2 separate regions of the Oryctolagus cuniculus genome follow, and region 2 is linked to region 1. Evidence: chromatin contacts called from public Micro-C data. All regions are on one chromosome and are shown on one strand. Each heading gives the region's core, a stretch centred on a gene start, on an enhancer-like site or on the middle of the called end of the contact. The rest is flanking DNA. Distances are from core to core; before and after follow the strand shown.

The links. Hi-C and Micro-C count contacts between places; a contact is called where the count stands out from the background.
Region 2: a contact with region 1 is called in a Micro-C map of ear pinna, with 6 times the contacts expected there. The contact joins two enhancer-like sites. A contact is called at or near these places in 2 of 6 Hi-C or Micro-C datasets (ear pinna and an unstated tissue).

Annotation. Positions count from the first base shown.
Region 1 is chr7:30,667,014-30,673,706 of mOryCun1.1, reverse strand. It overlaps GPR161 (G protein-coupled receptor 161), which reads right to left. Exons shown (of 6, transcript XM_051857154.2): 6 at 1-5,255. The coding sequence ends at 4,990. It overlaps DCAF6 (DDB1 and CUL4 associated factor 6), which reads left to right. Exons shown (of 22, transcript XM_070077388.1): 22 at 1-3,343. Among named protein-coding and RNA genes, the nearest start is that of GPR161, 52 kb to the right of the region's middle. Within about 2 kb of position 4,491, at least 2 of the 8 cell types and tissues checked have an H3K27ac peak or open chromatin away from gene starts, as enhancers often do. A contact at or near this core is called in ear pinna, where this site is marked.
Region 2 is chr7:30,935,507-30,942,214 of mOryCun1.1, reverse strand. No RefSeq gene overlaps it. Among named protein-coding and RNA genes, the nearest start is that of MPZL1, 73 kb to the left of the region's middle. Within about 2 kb of position 3,799, at least 2 of the 8 cell types and tissues checked have an H3K27ac peak or open chromatin away from gene starts, as enhancers often do. A contact at or near this core is called in ear pinna, where this site is marked.

The DNA of each region.
Region 1 (6,693 bases), core at 3,242-5,741:
CTCTACCCGTGCTGTGGCCCAGGCCATGAACCTCCCTGAGACGGTTTCCCTCTGGGAGAGGCTGCCTGGTGTGCGATTTGCAGTATTTCAGAATGGTGTCAGGTGGCTCCTAATTCCCGTCCCTGTCCCTGCTCAGGAAAATGCTTTCTGAGGGAAACGCATGCGGCCCTGTGTATCACATTCTCCTGAAACACTGAGCAAGTTCGTGCTTTGTGAACTCTTGTGGAGATTGTGCTTTGAATTCTTCCCAGTGAATCCACTTGCCTTGGGCCTTTGGTTCCTTTAGGTCTGACCTAGATCTGATTATCTGCCATGCCCTTCCTAGCTATGTAATAAAGCCTCACGGACCCATTCGTCTAATACTGACCACTCTGAACTCTCCTTCCCCCTGAGCCACAGGCTGGCTCCTCTCCTCTCAGCCCCATGGCCAGGTCCTGGAATTCAGCCACGATTCTGGCTTTACTTACTCACTTTGAAGCCTTGGACTTTCCTCCTAGGCCTCCCTAACTTCTGTGTCCCTTTTGCCCAACCCACAAGCACAGTATGGCTCTGCCCCTCCCCGCAGTGACACTGCTGGCTGAGCGCAGCCGGTTTCCTTTGGAGACTGGGATCTCCCCCCCGTCTCAGGGCCTGCATACTTTGTGTGTGGTGTGCTCCCCCTGCCCTGCCTCTACCCTCAGAAGACTAGGGATTCTGTGAACCCGAGTCAGCCAGGCAGTCCCTCTCACCGCAGCACCTGGGGCACTTTCCTGGGAGAGGGTCCCCTCTGGGCTGAATTTATGTGGTGATGTGAGACTCCACCTGTCCCCAGGGGCGAATCATCCTCAAAGAATTATTTCATCTTTGTGCGAACAGGCCAGTAGCACAGAGGGTACATAATTTTTAACAGAGAAGCTCACTTGTGCTCCCTTAGACTTTATGAGCACCAATGCTATTTATTGCCTTCCCACCCGACTCTGTTGCCTTCTGCTTTCTCACCCCGTCCCTTCTCAAGAGTCCTGGGTGTACAGAACTCACAATTCCTGTGCAGCACCTTCAACACCTCCCACCTAAGTGGTTATCGTCTCAAGGTTCCCACTTGGTAACAGAGATTCCTGTAAAACAAGAGTAACCCCCCTCACAGTTAAAGACAAGGCCAGCGGCTCCACTTCCACCGCACCCCAGATACTGTGTTCCGTGTCCGACGCTTCCCAAGATGTCTTCCTGGAATCCACACAGTCGCCCTGTGAGGGAGGCCACTGAATCCTGTCTCTCTACATAGGAAATGACTACAGAACTGCACGTTACAGATAATGGAATTGAGAGGCACACACACTCACTTGCCCCGAACACGCAGCCAGTAAGTGGCAGCCCGGGATCAGAACTTGGGACCTCACCACACCCACGTTTGCACTCTTCTCCATGTCACGGTTGTGCTGAAGTGAAAGGAAGTTTGGGAACTGCCTAATGGAGTGTCCGTCACCATTAGATGTAACCGGTCAGTACGTGCTTCCTGCCTTCTCTGCATGGCCACTTCGCGTCACCCACCAGACAGGAGACAGAAGGCGCTCCAGGCTGAACACATTTCCGGAGCATCCTGTGATGCATCCATGTCTGCGTGTGTCTCTCTCAGGCATTTCGGGATGGGACGCTCAGAGTTAACTCTAAACAGACTTAGCAAGCTCTCACTGTATCAGAGCGCTGTGCATCCTTCCCCTGTCCCGACTGCACATACTGAGGTCGTCCCCCTGGTTGCTCAGCTCTTTGCAGACTCAGCAGCTCCTCCCTCGAGAGAACCCAGGAACACTGGTGCTAGGTGGCCCTTGTCTTACAGACCTTAACCCGCTCCTCCAGGAGCAGCGATTTGTGGAAGACCACACAGCTGAGTGGGGGCAGCACCTGTGACCCTGACTGGGGTCACTCAGGGAAGCAGGCTCAGGGGTGGTGCTTCCTGTCTGCCAAGAACAGCTTGGCTGAGGCTCTGCACAGCCACACTGCTGCCACCTAGAGTCTAAGGTCCTGAACTCCAGTCTTGTGTCCTGCCCGGGGAAGAGCTGAGGTGCAGCAGTGTGCTACGTCGTCATGTGGGACTCCCAGTGCCTTCTGGGTCACAGCAACCTCCATTCTGGAGCATAACACAGGCACCTTGGCAGCTGGGAAGCTCAGTGAGGAAAGCAGAGATGGCCAGCAGCCCTAAGAGTGGTCTTCCCACAACTGGAAGACCCAGGACTGAGGGATTTAAGCAAACAAGTGGCCAGAAGTCCCGCCTGCCAGTGTCCACAAGGTCCCCTCTGGGTGGCTTTAAGCCCGCCACTGTACAGCAATTCACAGCTAACGAGCCTGGGTTTAGTGGGAGCGGGTGGGGGCGCTCCTCAGAAATGCCTCTCGGGTCCTCGGAACGTATGGAAGGGAGATTCTCTTTCCCCACTCCCACTTCCACCTCTCTCAGCTGCATTAAGGCAAATTTGAATTCCTGGATATGCAAAATATGGCCCTAGCTGCCAAACACCCCCTGAGACTTAGCTCCCATGGTCACCCAACCTCACAGGAGCTGTGCCTAACTTCTGGTTGGAAATACCACCCCCATGCTGGTGCCACAGTTCTCTCATCACTGCCTGGGAGGTTTTATTAGAACCTGCCCAGGTCTTTCTCCCTAACGGAGCACAGGAAAGACACACCAGCATTATTGCCCGCAGAGCCTGGGAGGGTCCTTTTACACGGTGTTTGTGTAGTGTCAAACACACCTCGGCTTAAAAACAAGGGGGAACTGAGTCCCTTTGTGAAGTGCAGTCCTTCTAGACCAATTCAGATTAACTCCCATCACATCCCAGCTGGGCTGCGGTCAGCCAGTGGGGACCTGGGTGGTCCCAGGGTTCTTCCCTGGAGCCCAGCTGCGGGCAGTCAGGGGCGCCTTCCCCAGCCCTTGGGTTACAAGCCAATTTGCAGTGCTGGAGAGGGCCTACCTGGTGACCCAGCCTGGAGGTAAAGGCCTCATGGCCCTGTCCTATGTCTGTGCTTACTGCTGATGGGGAACATGGTCCCTTTGAAAACCAGACAAGGGGCCGGCACGGTGGTACAGGTTAAAGCCCTGGCTTTAACCATATGGGTGCCAGTTCTAGTCCCGGCTGCTCCTCTTCCGATCCAGCTCTCTGCTGTGGCCTGGGAAAGCAGCAGAAGATGGCCCAAGTCCTTGGGCCCCTGCACCCACATGGGAGACCTGGAAGAGGCTCCTGGCTCCTTATTGGCACAGCTCCAGCTGTTGTAGCCATCTGGAGAGAGAACCAGTGGATGGAAGACCTCTCTCTCTGTCTCTACCTCTCTCTGTAACTCTGTCTTTCAAATAAATATAGAGGAAAAAAAAAAAGACAAGTGCTGGGAAAGAAATTACACAGAACAGAGAGGGAAAACCTCAATCACCCTCAATCGAAGGAAGAAATGCCACCCAGTAGTGAGGGCAGTCTGCCCCGTGGCATCAGCACGCACGCAGACCCAGAAGAGCCATGTGGGATTCAGTCACCACGAAGGAACCAAGTCCCAGGCCTCGGGACCAGCCAATCACTGCCTTCTGCCACATAGCAAAAGGACCGTGTCTCATCAGGAGCAACCAAGACCCCAAGGAAAACCCCGCAGATGTCATTCCTTTGTGGAATAGCTGCCTAGGAGCCGGCACAGCAAGGCGGCCTTGGAATCCACCACTGCTGACCAAGGCACGGAGGGTCCTGGGCTCAGCTCCTCAGCCGCCGGAAGGGCAGTGGAGGGGGTGACGGTGGCTTCCTCAGTCACCGCAGCAATCGTTCCACGCCCAGACTTCTGCTGCTGCTTCATCTTGAGGGAGAGGAGGCATAAAGCCCCTCTTCCTCCACACAGCGTCTCGGCGTGGGCCACTGCGCCCCAGCAGCCAAGTCCGCGAGGGCACTTCACACCCACTGGGAGCTACACGCAGAAGAATGCAAATGCAGATTTGTGGTCCACTTTGTTGTTACTGTTTTTCCTACCTCTGTAGTCAAGAGGACACCAAGGATCAGAGCAGGAGGTGGTCTTGGAGACCATTCAATCCAACTCCCTCTCCCATTTTACAGAGAGGGGGTGACCGGATGTTCCAGAGGACGTGTGCACACAGCTAGGGCTGAGCCAGGAACCCAGGTTGCACTCTGTCCAGTCTCTCTCCTACCTCACGCTGACCCAGAGTCGCCATAACCTAACTTGCTCTTGGCGGCGTGCTGGCACTGGAACATCGCGTAGAGAGTGTTCAGTGAGGCTTCCCTATGTGACGGCATTCTCTCCAATAGACACTATCAGCCAGTGCTCGCCACCACAGTCCCATCCGGTCTCAGGAATGCTGTGCTGTGCCCTAACCAGAGGGCTTTCGAAGCCCTGGAAATGAAACACCTGGTGCCTGCCCCTTCCTCCTGTCTTTTGTAGTGGTTTCTCCCCTCTTTCCAAATGTCTGCCAGCAGGGATGGGGGCAGCACGGGCCCTCCCTTCAGCACCAGCAGGCAGGGCCACGGACAGCCGGGTCCTAACGAGGACAGGGTGTGGAGGCTCCCAGGTGCTCGCTGCCCCACCATTCCGCCTAGAACCGATTGCCCCCACACTGCCTGTTTCAACATGCTGCAGCCCTGGACGTGAACTTGACGATGTTAAGAAGCACCGTGCTGCCCTCCACAGGTTGTGAAGAGGAGGCAATGACTCATGGGATGGCTTCCCTCCAAGCTCGGCCTCTCTGGCTTCCCCCAGCCGCCCCCAACCTCTCTGGCCCCACCTCCCAACAACAGGCAACAGCCACACCTCCCTCTGCTCTTCGACGCACAGTAGAAGCCTCAGAGACGCCCCCGTGTGGTCCCACGGCAGACACTGGAGCCCCAGGCTGGAGACTATATCCAGTTCTCCCGGTGGCTGCGTCCCAGACGTTGTTGCTTCTCTGCATTGGCTCACTGGACGCAGTGAGGAGCTGGCAGGGCCCGGCACAGGCAGCATCTCCGACTGCAGCCCCGGCCCGCCCCGAGGCCCTCACTTCTGTTCTGCCGCTAAGATGTTCCCTTCTTCGATGCTCCGCAGCTGCAGCCTGTGACTCGCAAGCGTTCTGCTGCCTCGGCGGCCCCCTGAGCCAGCCCCTGGGACAGTCCGTGCCGCGAACAAGACCCCTGGCAAGGCCTCTTCCCCAAATAAGTTGAGTTTGGCTTCCGCCTCGATGGCTTTGGCCAAACTGGCTGCGTAACTGTCCAAGGACTTGTGTACTTCGGCTTTCACATGAAGAATCGAGTTCTTGGCAGCCTCTGGGGAAGAGAGCAGGAGAAGGGTTAGCTGAGGAGCCAGGAACAGCGACTTGCCTGGGACTGTGCCTGCTGCGGCTGCAGTGCCCAGAGACGGGAGGCAAGCAGAGGGCCAGGGCACGGCTTTGAAGTCAGGTTCCCGACATGAAAATTCTGGACTCCCCAACTTCCCACCTGCGAAATCTGAGACTCTGACCTAGCGTTAGTCTCTGCCTCTGGCAGATACCTCTTATTTCATGGGGCTACCGAGATGGTTCATTCTAAGTTGCTTAGCCTTGGCCTGGCCCACAGACAAGGCTTGATAAACACTCTCTATGAATGTTGATTCCAAGTGGTTACAGCTGGCCCAGGGCTTTGCCCCAAGTCATGGGGAACCTCAGGGTGGGGCAGGGACACGAACGGTTCCTACCCAGGATCTGTGCCCCTGACAGCTCAAGCGAACAGGAAAGAGAAGGGCGTGGCTCTTCTACCTCACACCTCCTGTCCTAACATTAGTAACCTGTCTCTGTTCTCTGGACATTTCTGGAGAAGAATTCATCCCGCCCTGACATTTTCTGCAGAGTAACAATTTGCACCCTGTTCTCCAGGGACACCCTGGTCTCCGGCCTGCCACTCAGTCTTGGGGGCGGGGCGATGTCACCCACTGGTGCTTTGCTTCCTCACTGCCTGAGGGTGCTTTCAGAGCCACCAGCCCATGAGGCAGGCATGATGGGGCGAGCGCAGGCCCACGTCGGGGGCAGGGAGGAGACGCACGTCCACTTTTTCCGGGAAAAAGTAGCATAAAGCCCATGGGGCTGCTGGTCCAAGCGCCATCCTTGAACCCGCTTTCGGCGAAGCAGATGATTTGGTAGCAACCTTTGTCCTCCGTGACTACCTCGCTGATCTTTCTGAACTCCTGGGTGAGGGTCGTAAAAATGACATGATTCGGTATGAGCCTCGCACTGACGGGCCATGCTTACTGTCTTCAACAACTTGCATCCCCAGACCCCTGGCCTCCTCCACCACATCCACGGCCTGCTCGTGTTGACGGCTGTCTCCACTGGGTGAGACTCGGGGGGAGAGCTGACATCCTTGGGCAGCCTGGACAATGACTCTGTCACCCTTTTAATCGACAGGTCCAGATGGGAAAACCACCCCAAACCCAAGGGGCAAGAAGGGGGCTGGGAGTTGAGCTTGGCGGAACTCACTTTCCTTGGAGGACCCACGTGTCCTCAGCACCTTCCCAGCAATAGACAAGGCGGCAGCAACTGCTCCCAGGAAGCAGCGGTGCTCATAGGGCCACCGATTCAGAGATCTGGGCTGTGCCATGCGTATGTGTCTGTGCCTACATGTCTATGTGTATTCGACAGCTGTCCTAGAGTTAAGTGTCTAAGGACTCAAGGGAGACCAGCAGGGTTGGCAGAGGTCAGAGGGCAAAGGTGACGGAACCCTGGTATGTTCT
Region 2 (6,708 bases), core at 2,550-5,049, 270 kb before region 1:
TTTTTTCGAAAGTTTGCAGACAGATCTGTTCACTGGTTCACTCCCCCTCAAATGCCCACAACATCCTGGGCTCCTGGTCAGACTGAAGCCAGGAGCCCAAAAACTCAGTCTAGGTCTTCCGTATGGGTGGCAGGAATCCAACTACTTGAGCTGTCACCGGCTGCCTCCAGGGCACACAGCAGGAAGCTGGAATCAGGAGCAGAGCTAGGACCCGGAACCCAGGCACTCGGATGTGGGCTGCAGCGTCGGAACTGCTCTGCCAGTTGTCCACTCATCCTCGCTGTTTCTGCGGAAACTTCAGATACTCTGTCTTACTGCTTAGGTTCTCTTCTGGCCCCACTGCGAGATTGGGTCTGGAGCCAAGTGCTGACTCCTCCCACTACGGGGCCCACCTGCAGAGGAAGCCTTCACACCACCCATCCCCTAGATATTTTTATTATGAAAAATTTCCAACTACTGATTTTAAAATCAGTAGTCACTTCAGTGACTATTGTGGTCCAACCCTTTTTTTCTTCTATTCTAAATTATTTTAAGACAAATCCCCAAATCACATCGGCTCTCCCCTATTGTTCTTCATTGTGCATCTTTTTATTTTTTAAAAAGATTTATTTATTTGAGAGGTGGAGTTATAGGCAGTGAGGAGCGGAGTTATAGACAGCTGGAGCGGAGCTGAGCCGATCCGAGGCCAGGAGCCAGGAGCTTCTTCCGGGTCTCTCTTGCAGATGCAGGGATCCAAGGCCTTGGGCCATCCTCCACTGCTTTCCCAGGCCACAGCAGAGAGCTGGATCGGGAGAGGAGCAGCTGAGACTAGAAGCGGCGTCCATATGGGTTGCTGGCATCACAGGCAGAGGATTAACCTACTGCACCAGACGCCTGCCCCAGTTGTGCGTCCTTGGTTTTGTCTGTTAACTCAGTTTGCATTCAAATTTCCCCGTCACAAACACGGCATTCTGCAAATGATTTCTTCAAGTCAGAATCCAAATATGCTTCTAGGAAAGACCCTGTGCCTGTTTTAAACCAAAAATAGGGGCAAGCTTTGGATGCAGCCGTTAAACCAGACGTGGGACACCCGCAGCCCGCATCAGAGAACCTGGGTTCGAGTCCTGGCCATGCTTCTGATTCTAGCTTTCTGCTAATGCACACCCTGGGAGGGAGTTTCTGCCATCCACGTGGGAGACCTGGGTTGAGTTGTTGGTCCCTGGGCCAGCGCTAGCTGCTGCAGGCATTTGGGGGAGTGGGCCAGTGGGTGGAAGAGCTCTCTACCTTTCAAATAAAATAACCTTTTGAAAAGTTAAAATCCAGGATGGAATCATGGTGCTGGGCAGTGTCTGGCCCTCAGCATTGTGTCAGGGAATTTCCATGTAGGTATATAAAGAGTGAAGCCATCTGTTATTAACACAGGGCTCTCTTATAGGCACGCCATAATACTGAAACGCTTGCCAACTTCTGCACATTTAGAAGTTTCCAACATTATTATTGTCTGTTACAAGTAATGCTGTAATTGTCCTATAAAGTTAATAAAAGGTGGGGGAGGGGTGGGTGGTGGGGTGGAGGGTTAGTGTTTGGCTTGGGAGGCCCACATCCCATATGTGAGTGCCCGGTTTGAGTTCTGGCTCCACTCCTGACTCCAGCTTCCTGCTGATGAACAACAGCCTGGGAGGCAGCTGTGATGGCCCAAGTACTCGGGGCCCTGCCACCCATGTGGGTGACCTGGATGGAGGCCCAGCCCTGGCCATTGCAGTTGTTTGGGGAGTGGGCTAGCTGATAGGAAGGAACGTGTTGTTCGCTCTCTCTCAAATAAATAAATATTTGGAAAAAAAAATTCAGCAGATTGATCATTTGATTAAATAAAATTGCAAAATAAAATTGTTTCTTTAAAAATAAAAACCCACAAAGCCCAGTGTGAGTAATTTGCAGCCTCAGCAAAGCAGCCCAGGATGGGGTCACACACATCCTCTCAGCCCTTGGAAACAGGATCTAATTACAGGGTCTAATTAATAGTGGCGGTCCCCTCCCCCCTCACATCCTTCCTGAAGCCATCGAGAGCCAAGAGCCAGGCAGCAGAGCCGCTGCTCTGAAGTCTGAGGGTTGATTTGTTAAGAACACAGCTGGGTGTGCAAGGCTGGGGTGGGGGGGTTGGTCCTAGGGTCTGCGGGAGGCCTGGCTGTGTTTGCAAGGAAGGAACCGGGGTCTTTCAACCTCACAGGCGTCCCGCGAGCTGCCCAGCTGCGGAGGGAGGCCAGCTCCGTTTCCTCCTGCAAACAGGAGGTGAGGCCATTGTCCCTGGCGCCAGCTTTTGGATCCGCGTGTCCAGCCGTCGCTGGGCTCTGGGGCCTGGTGGAGCTGGCCTGGAGGGCGGCAGGATGTGAGGAAGGGCTGGCCTTTGCCTTTGAAGTCACTGGCCTGCCTGTGGGAGGAGGGAGCCTGGCGGTCTGTTGCTGGGTGGCGGGGCGGGGAGTCCTCTCGGCGATCCGCAGCTGAACGGAGGCAAAAGTGCAGCTTGCTTGGGGTCTGAGGTTTCTCCTCTGAGAAGGACTCCAAGGGGACTGAATTTAGTTGTGTTTTTTTTTTTTTTTAATAATTTTTTTTATTTGACAGGTAGAGTTATAGACAGTGAGAGAGACAGAGAGAAAGGTCTTCGCTCTGTTGGTTGACCCCAAAATGGTCTCTAGGGCTGGCGCACTGTGCTGATCCAAAGCCAGGAGCCAGGTGCTTCTCCTGGTCTCCCATGCGGGTGCAGGGCCCAAGGACCTGGGCCATCCTCCACTGCACTCCCGGCCACAGCAGAGAGCTGGACTGGAAGAGAAGCAACCAGGACTAGAACTCGGCGCCCCCGTGGGATGCTGGCACCGGCCCGGCACTGAATTTTGAATCCAGACCACATTTTTGTTTCTCTACCTTTAAATGATCTTTTATTATTATTATTATTATTACAAACTTTCTTGTAACTAAACAACACAAGCATACTTTTTTAACAATTATTTTTTTTTAATTTCAGAGGTAGAGTTACAGAGAGAGAGAGAGAGAGAGAGATAGGATACATCTGCTGGTTCACTCCCCAAATAGCCCCAATGCCAGAGCAGGGCCGATCTGAAGCCAGGAGCCAGGCACTTCTTCTGGGTCTCCCACCAGGGTGCAGGAGCCCAAGGACTTGGGCCATCTTCTACTGCTGTCCCAGGCCATAGCAGAGAGCTGGATGGGAAGAGGAGCAGCCGGGACTAGAACCGGCACCCATATGGGATGCTGGCGACACAGGCAGAAATTAACCTACTTTGCCACAGCGCCGGCCCCAGAAGCAAACATTTTACATTGATTTCGTGCCAAGTCCTCTGAGGCCTCACCTTCACTCTTGCTGGCCCAGCCAGGCCCCCAGGTGTTTGTCTATAAGGCCGGCGGGAGAACCCTCTGCCTCTGGGTCACACGTCCCTTGAGGCTGCTGCATGACCCCTGCAGAAGTGCCTGGGGGGCTCTTGGTGTTCCTGAGAAAAAGGCCGGGTCTTGTACCTGTGGGCCATGGCTGTGGGACACTGATCTGCTACAGGGAACATCTTCTGAAAAACTCTTGTGCCAGGATCTTGGTTCCCAGATTGCAAAGCGTGTGTGGAATACGCAGCCACTGGCGCCCTGCAAGCTCAGGGTCCTTCAGCCAGGGAAGCTGACCCGAGCTCATGGGCTTAAACACTGCCCCGTCTGCCACTAGCAAAGGGAATGCACAGTGGGCGCTGCTACCGTGGGTCCCTGTGACACAGAGCCCCGGGCGCCAGGACACCCCAGGCTCTTGCCGAGCAGGTTGAGCTAATCACTAAATGTGGACTAATTGAGCTTGAGCAAGAGACAAAGAAGCCCAAGGGAGAGAAATGAAATAAGAGCCAGTACTTGGCCAAAACCACTGGCTTCCTTCCACATCCTCTCAAAATGTACCAGCAGAGAGAAGTTGCAGATTCTGGTTCCTGGTTTGTCGATTTAAATTCGTTTTGAGCCTTTAGATGGTGACTCGTCCGCAGCTCCCCTCCCTGCCTCTTCCTCTCTCCCAGCAGATGTGCGAGGAACTCATTGCAAAATGCAACCCCTTCCCGTGAGGGAGGCAGGAGGGAGGATAGAGAGCAGTCAGTAGCTTAGCCAGATATCTAATCCGTTATTAAGCGCTACCTCTGCACCCTGGGATCGATTGCACCAGTTGGATAACGACATATGGATAAGAGGTTTAGCCTATCTAACCTGAGACTTTTCTTCTATACATTGATAATTTCCTTCCAATGCAAACTGATACCATTGTCTCCTGTAGAAGTGTCAACCCTCGGGGGTTTTGTGTTGGCATTTTTTTTTTTTTTTTTAGGTTAATGCAGATCCTACAGACCTCCACTGTCCCAGATGGTACCGCTGGCCGCATGTGGCTGTTTAAATTAATTAGAATCAAACTGGATTTAAAATTCAGAGCCACAGTCACACAAACCGTGTCTCAGGTATTCCGTAGCTGCACGTCGATGGCTACCATACTGATCTGTGTAGATACAAACCATTCCCTTCAGCACAGAAAGTGAGAGCGAATCCCTCTCATGGCAGGGCAGGGCCCAGTCTCTTGTCTGTCTCCCTTAGCCCAGGGTGTTCTTGCCTCTATCAAAAGGAGTTCACTGCATTTACGGAGTTGGACAGTGGGCCCTACAAGGCTCTACTCATCAGACTCAAGAAGTCATTTGCTTCTCCAACAGATAAAACCTGGCTGGCCAGTATTGTCCGGAGGGCTGTGTTTAGGGAAATGCTAGGTTGCGGGCAGAAGGTACCTACCACTTGTATGGAACCCCTGGACCAACTGAAGCCCACCTAGCCATCAGAAATTCCCTAAAGAGAACAGCATTACTGACCAACCCAATGAACACCACTGACCAACCAGGGGTTTGTGCACGAGCCAGAGAAGCACCAATTTCAGTCTGTAAGAACCTTCACCCCTAACTCCAGAAATTAAGCAATAGCTGTCCAGCTTCTTGCTCTGCACTTTGAAATAAACACCTGCTTTTTTCCACTGCCCCAGTGTCAGGGAGTGGCTTTCCGTGCATGGGCTGAGTGGTCCAGGTTTGGGGGTTCTCTAGCAACACCTCCAACTAGTTTGGGGGAGGTGAGTGTTTGGCAACAAAAGTTCCAAAGTATACTAGTGTATACTCTGCAAGAGTTGGCAGCCTTTTAACCAGCTGTGTGGGGGATGGGCACTGTGGTGCAGTGTGGGGAGCAACTGAGACTAGACTAAATTACTGGAACTAGGACTAATTCTATGCATCTGATCTCCCACAATATGGCGCTGGGAAGGAGCAAACAACTTCCACACAGCTGCCTCGCCAATTTGACTGATAAGCTGCAGGAGCTGATCCTGCTCCTGATTGGAGGAGAGCAGCGTGCTCGGCATGTGGGCAGCAGAGCATGGATTGGTGGAAGAGGACTATAAAGGAGGAGAGAGACTACATGCACCAGGAACATGTGAGGGAACATCTGAGGAACCCCTGAGAGCCGGCCGGCGGTGTGCCGCTCCTCCGCGGAAGCGGGGAAAGTGGCAGGGGTGCCACCCCTCCGCGGAGGCGGGGGGCTGGCAGCTAACCCAGGACGGCATCGTTCCTCCACGAATGAGGGAACGGCAGCTAACCCGGGAAGGGCCGGGCAAAAAAGAACAGCGCAGAGTCCAGTGTCGTTCCTCCACGAGAGGGGGAGCAACAGTGCAGCAGGAAGGCTGCCACAGCTGATCCAGCTTCCTGATGATGCTCCCGGGAGGAAGCAGAGGGTGGCCCAAGTGCTTGGGTCCCTGCCACCCGCATGGATGACCTGGATGGAATTCCAGGTTCTTGGTTTCAGCGTAGTACTGTCATGCTGATGTAGGCATTTGGAGGGGATCTCTCTCTATCTTTATCTCTCCCTTTTCTTTGTCACTCTGCCTTCCAAATAAATAAATCTTTTTTATTATTTTAAAGATTTACTTATTTATTTGAAAGTCAGAGTTACATAATGAGAGCAGAGGCAGAGACAGAGAGGTCTTCCATCTGCTGGTTCACTCCCCAGATGGCTGTAACAGCCGGAGCTGTGCTGATCTGAAGCCAGGAGCCAGGAGCTTCCTCCAGGCCCCCAATGCGTGTCCAGGGGCCCATCTTCTACTGCTTTCCCAGGCCATAGCAGAGAGCTGGATTGGAAGTGGAGCAGCCAGGCCTCAAACCAGTGCCCATATGGGATGCCGGCACTGCAGGTGGCGGCCTCACCCACTACACCTTAGTGCCGGCCCCATAAATAAATCTTTAAAAAAATTAGCTGTGCCAGGTTACATTTGTGTGTGCATACACACACAATTCCCCTACATTCTTTCTTCGCTTGGTCTGGAGTTTTGAGGTGTGCTGCTCCATGGTGGCTGCCACTTTCTGGTCGCGAGCACACACAGCCTCATTCCCACACACAACACTTGCTGCCTACGTGACCCATGCTGTACAAAGTGCTGTGATGCAACTGGGAACAAGACAGAGCCTGCTAAAGCTGTCGAATGCTTGACCTCACACCAAGTTCTGTGGGATCAAAAAGGAGCAAGATAGAATCGCTGCTCTCGATAAGCTTAGACCGTGGCTGTCCTGTGAGAGCTGGGGAATGACAAGGACCGACTGGTGAGCCCAGCCTGCGGCCACCAGGGAGGTGGTGCTCTGGGGCTGGGGCATCTGCGAGCGGATTGGGAGAGACCCCGAA